Regions from separate parts of the Mus musculus genome. Here region 2 is linked to region 1. Evidence: chromatin contacts called from public Hi-C data. All regions are on one chromosome and are shown on one strand. The core of a region is the stretch at or near the end of the contact, and the rest is flanking DNA. Distances in the headings are between cores, read along the strand shown. Region 1 has its middle 20 kb from the start of Gm34259. Region 2 has its middle 25 kb from the start of Gm34371.

Region 1 (2,909 bases), core at 251-2,750:
TCAGGAGACAAATGCTCTCAATATGAGGCTTTGGGGGGTCAAAGGAAGAGTGGTATGGCTTGAATTTGAAATGTGCCTGACTGGCAATTGTCTCTCTTGGGTGTTAGCATATGAAAGCTAAGAGTTGCTACCCTCACAAATCAAGGAAGCAGCTAGGCTGTGCCCTGCTGACTCACAGCTATAATCCTGCTACTCAAGAGGCTAAGCAGGGGATAGCCACAAGTTTGAGACAAGCATGGGCTACAAACAAGTTCCAGACCAGCCTCCCTCCAAAAACAATAAGGAGGTAGACCCTATAGTGAATTAGAAAAATAAGGACAGTAAGTATGTTTAGTATCTACTGGCTATGGGTATGGGGAATAGCTACTTTCATGGGCAACTTCCACCTTCCCATAAGCCAGTTTGGCTCTGTGTATTGATAGTGCTGAAGCACGCATGCTCTTCAGCTCCAAGGCTGTGCTTTTAGGAACATGTCTTAAGTGCACAGACAGCTATCTAACTCACCTAGAAAGTGGTCAGTGCAGCAATGTGCATAATAGCAAACATCACAGTGATCAGTTAAATGACAGACATGGGAAAAATGAAATTATACCCGGAATTTAATGAAATTACATCCAGAATGTCTAGTAAACACTTACTGGACCTTTTCATGGGCCAGACACTGCACTAAAGATTTATCATGTACTGCTCAATTTAGCTCTGAAAACACTTACCAAGGAGATGTTATTATTATGGCTATTTTCCATGGGAGTAAATGGTAACCTGGAGATATGAAGTCACTCGTTCAGGCCCCTACAGTTAGTGAAAGACAGCCCCAAAGGTGGTTACTAAGGCCTTGCTTGCGATGGGTGGCTATCTGCCTCCATATCCAAGGTATTGGGTGTGGACTCTGAAAGATACAAAGGTCCCCTGGGGTCCGAACAAGTTCACTGAAGAGACAGGTAGCAAGATGACATTTGACATGAACACATTTCTGTGATGTGCATACCATATGACACACTTGAGCGGTCTATCTTTCTGTGTACATACGCATGACCGAACAGTCCCATTTGCACTAGGGCTAGGGTAACTTATATGCCAAGCTGCATCGGGGTAACTGGGTCATGGGATGTTGGAGGTATCTCTGTCCCTACTTCCCTGCTGGGTGGACTAAAATGAGATGAGTCACCTGAGCAGTCATGGTTTTTTTTCTTGTTTTGTTTTTTTGTTTTTCAGAAACACTTTTGAACCTTGGAGTTCAGAAGCTGTTACCTACCCCCTACCTGGTCTCATCTTCTGTTTCTAGGTAAGAAGGTAAACCCAGAAAAATCAAGTAGGCGTGTTATAGTCACTTGGCCAATCGGCAGCAGACACAGAAGGGGGCAGACATCTGCCTACTTCTGGTCCTGACTCTTGCCGCTGCCCTCATTCGCTCACGAAGGCACCTGGCAGTGGCCCCTTGAACAGTGAAGCATGATGGGACTCTGCACATTATCCCATGTACCTATCTTCCCACCATCCAGCTCTCTGCTCCAAACATTCCAAGCCCTCCCTTGGTGCCAGGGAGCCAAAAGGCCCGGAGAAAAGATACCCAGCCTGGCTCATTACTCGGCCTCCAGACACTTCTAGATGCTTTTCTATAAGCCAGTGGTCTGAATGGGAGTGTGCCTCAGCTCCCAGCAACACCTTCCAACTGTGCCCTGTGGAGATGCTGACTTCATTAGAGAGGCCCACACCAGAGCTTCTGTGACACTAACAGATCCTCTCTAGTGAAGAACAGTAGTCTGCATTATGTTTTCGAGCATTGGCGTTTTATCCAGGACCTGGATATAATTACTTTCATCCTGTCTGCTGGTAGTAGGAACAGATGTAGCACTCTCTGCCAGACGCCTTGAAGTGACCCATGTTCATCCCCAGCTGCCACCTCCGGTCCCACAGAGATGAACAGGAAGAGGAGGTCCCTGGATGCTCCACCATGCTGCAGACCGTCTGGCCTCCTGCACGCAGGGCACGCAGAGCCCAAGGCTGGTCAGAAAGAGAACAAGAACAGAAGAAAGTCTGTAACCTGCTGGAGATCCAGGGCCAGGAACTGGCCATTGCCTGTGAAGGGCACTCTAGTCCCTAGGAAGCCTCAGGAGAGCACAGTTGTCAGGGTTGCAGAAAAGTTATGAAATGTGTCTTGTTCTTCGTATCCCCACACAGAGGCATGAAGTGCCTCGGAAGACCTTCTTCTTGGAAACAAGAAGAGTCTGACAGATCCCCCTTGGCTCCGCCTCCACAAATTAAACTGGAAAGAGGGGCTAGGACACTGTGGCTGGCTTTTTTTTTCTCTCTGCTTTCTCTCTTACGAGGGATGAATGACAAGATAGTATCTTCATTTTGGATCAAATGAGGACAAGGGAGAAGAGACACAAAGGACAGCCTAGAAGGCTCCACCAACCATGACTACCAAGCGGGATGAGTTGTCACAGGCAAGCCAGCATCCCTCTCGTAGAGTAAAACCCAGAAACATGATATTATCCAGAAGAAAATAGAAAACTCACACAATGAAATGGGATACAGTGATAGAAACAGTGCATAAAAGAATTAAAATGCTCTATAAAACCATGAACACTCTTGTGCCATGTTAGCAGTGATGTCAGCAGCTGCTCCCTCCAGAATGCTTTCCATTAAGTGGCACAATAGAACAATTTTCCCCCTTGTTGAATAGTAATAAAAGAGTTTTTAAATATGTGATTGCCTTTCTTGCTTTTTGACGTTGTTTATATTTGTTATATGTATCTATTAATACATAAGTCCATCTTTTAAACAATAGAAAATACTTTTGTACATTGATATTCCTATTTTAAAGTAGGTAATTGAACTCTGGGATCCTGAGAGTCACACTATAATTGTAAAATAACCTTAGAGCCCAAAGTGAAAATTAAAAG
Region 2 (2,909 bases), core at 302-2,801, 180 kb after region 1:
GGGTTGGGCCCTCCCATGTCAATCATGAAGAAAATGCCCTACAGGCTTTCCTATAGCCTAATCTTACAGAGGCATTTTTTTTTTTTAAATTAAGGTTCCCTTCCCTCAGATGACTCTAGCTTGGGTCAAGTTTACATAAAACTATCTAGCGTACTCTGTGTGTGTCAGACTAGAAACTGTGGTTTTCAGAAAGCAGGTTTTGAGTCATACTCCCTTTCTGTTTCCTGTGCAAGTTTCATGGCCACTGTGGGACCAGGAGTCTGAGGTTAGCCGCTCCTCTTGCTTCCCTAGGGGATGGCTTTGCTTCCCTTCCATATCTACACTGGCCCTTCTTTGTGAACTCAGAGCTGGCCTTGAGCCGAAGGTCAACACAGCTGTCCAAGTGTGGATTGAGTTGAACCAAGTCTATTAGAGCCGTATCCCACAGAACCTCAGAGGGATATTACTTGGAAACAATGTCATTACAGATAAAATTGGTTAATATAGAGTCACACCATGGGGAGAGAGGTGCCCTTCACCACAGTGAAGACTCAGAGCCAGAGAATACTGAAAGAAGACTGGGTCTCAGGGCTTTAATCCCTGCACTCAGGAGGCAGACTCAGACAGATCTTTTTGTATGAGTTCAAGGCTAGCCTGATCTACAGAGCAGGTTCCAGGACAGTCAAGGCCTCACCATGAAATCCTAAAGAAGATGGAGGTGGATATTGGAGCGATGCTGCCACATCTGGCCCTTAGATCTGTGGTTTCTAGGATGATCTGTGCCACCTCGTTGGTAGGGCTATATCATAACAGGCCTGGGAAAGACGATGCCTAGCCCTGGTCCCTGGTGTCCTGTCAGCCACTGGAACCTGCTGGGATCACTGTGTGGATGCAGCCTAGGCAATGCCTTCTCTAGTTGTTTTTTCTCCTGTCCAGACCCTCTCAATCTCACCCCTCCATTCATAGCCTCTTCCCTGCCCCCCCCCCATCACCACATAGGGCCAATATGTCCTTCACCATTCTGGCCTAACCCTACCAGAATGACCTCTTTCCCCTTGGAACTATGCCACTGCCCAGCTTTTTGCCCCTTTGGGGCTTCCATTACATGGCTGAGGAAATCTAAATCTGTGTGAGGCCTATGGAGCCCCGCAAGGCACAGGCTGCACTGCTCCTTCTGGCTTCTCGGGCCACTCTAACCAGCAGTACTGATTTAACAGGGCCTTTCTCTTCTCAGAGCTCTCCAGCTCCCATTACAGTTAGGCCCCATCCCAAGAGCTCCTTCCTCAGAGACTCGCTCGCCGTTTTCTGTTCTCCCTTTACACTCCCTGTTTGTGCCTCATGACATTTGCCACAACTCTGAGTCACATATTTATTAGTGTGGGGTTATTTGCTGTTGCTCTTTTATGCCTCTCTCTCACTCACTATAGGCCCCATCTGAGCAGGAACAATATCTATTTGTCCTCCTGGTGCAGGCAGAGAGCAGAACAATGTTCCGGCTCCTAGGAGGTGCTCTGTAAATATTAGTGGAATGATCCAACCTCAATGCCTCTCTTTGTGGCATGATGAAGTAGGGATGTGTTTGGCTCTAAAATAAACACAATTAGCCTGGGCTGGGCTCTTGGTCACTTCATACCAGGAGGGACGAGCAAGCTTGGCACTGTGAGGGAAAGCCACGTCATTGACTGCCACCTACGGGATCTGTGCTATTCATCTGAATATATCTTCTGATTTTTCTATAGCTTACAGGCAGATGCTGGCCATGAATTCCAGGTTTAGGATATTACCTAATGGTTCCTGAAGCTTTGAAATGCCTTTGCTGCTTGAGAAAGGCTTCACTAAACTCAACATCAAAGTGAGAGAGGTCACAAAGACATCAGTATACTCCATTCACCAGCTGGGGTCCGAGTGCACGTCCCCATGACTGACCACTAGGTCCGTCCCCTTGGAGGCAGAAGCCTCACAACACCACAGAAAACAGTGCTGAATTCAAAACCTGGTTAAGGGATGAAGCCATGTTCCTCTAGCGGGGACTTGATCTTATCATTCACTGGGAATTACCACCAGGATTCTCTCCTTACTCAGTCACATGACCATTTTTGACCATGGCAACAGAAGCAAGTGGCAACCCTACCCAGTTCTTGGAACCAGAGAACATCAGCCTGGTGCCATGAAGGCAATTTCAATCATCCTTTGGAAGTTAGACAGATTATTTGCTATTTTCACCAACTCTCTTCCCATCTAGTACACGTGAGTATTACACAGAAGCCAAGCAGGACTGAAGTCTGCCCCTGGTGGCAACAAATGCAACTTGTCTCTCCTGGCTTTTCTAGGCAGGAGAACCAGAGGAAAACCAACTAGAAGCAGGAATGGGCTCATTTGCCATAAACACTGTTTGTCTCGTACCTTGGAATGACCACCAGGATTTAAGATACACACAGCACCCACTCAGTCCACTTGGCATTGTGGGCCGCTGCTATGTCATCTATGTCAGCTACTGTGGGGAACTGCAGGCTGGTCTCCAGTTGAGCTGAGGTCTGAACCCCGAAAATGGTGATAATTCACCTTCATGACACAGTAGGCGTTCCCTCATGCTCCTGGAACTCCGGCTCCTGCCTAAGTTACCACCCCCCACAGTCCCCACAAGAGAAGCATGGCTAGAAGTCAAGTAGACAATGGCCCAAACTTCTGACCTTCAGGCTAAACCCCTCCCCAGTTACCTAGCAACAGTAAAGACCATAAAAGGAGCTGTTCAGCCCCTGCTTGCTCTCTTACCTCTTACTTGTCTCTCTTACTTCTTAACCCTCACTCTCTCCCTCTCTCTCCTCTCTCTTTGTCTTCTCCTCTCCTCTCCTCTCCTCTCCTCTCCTCTCCTTTCTCCCTCTTACTCTCTTTCTCTCTAGCCTCCCCCCTTCTACCTTTTCTCTTTCTCC

The links. A called contact is a pair of places that touch in the nucleus more often than the background predicts.
Region 2: a contact with region 1 is called in a Hi-C map of the N1E-115 cell line, with 6 times the contacts expected there. The contact joins two enhancer-like sites. A contact is called at or near these places in 1 of 15 datasets of contacts at CTCF or cohesin (large pre-B cells) and 3 of 484 Hi-C or Micro-C datasets (the N1E-115 cell line, embryonic stem cells and large pre-B cells).

What each region holds. Positions count from the first base shown.
Region 1 is chr17:4,590,946-4,593,854 of GRCm38.p6, forward strand. No RefSeq gene overlaps it. Among named protein-coding and RNA genes, the nearest start is that of Gm34259, 20 kb to the right of the region's middle. Within about 2 kb of position 1,501, at least 2 of the 459 cell types and tissues checked have an H3K27ac peak or open chromatin away from gene starts, as enhancers often do. A contact at or near this core is called in the N1E-115 cell line, where this site is marked.
Region 2 is chr17:4,767,975-4,770,883 of GRCm38.p6, forward strand. No RefSeq gene overlaps it. Among named protein-coding and RNA genes, the nearest start is that of Gm34371, 25 kb to the right of the region's middle. Within about 2 kb of position 1,552, at least 54 of the 459 cell types and tissues checked have an H3K27ac peak or open chromatin away from gene starts, as enhancers often do. A contact at or near this core is called in the N1E-115 cell line, where this site is marked.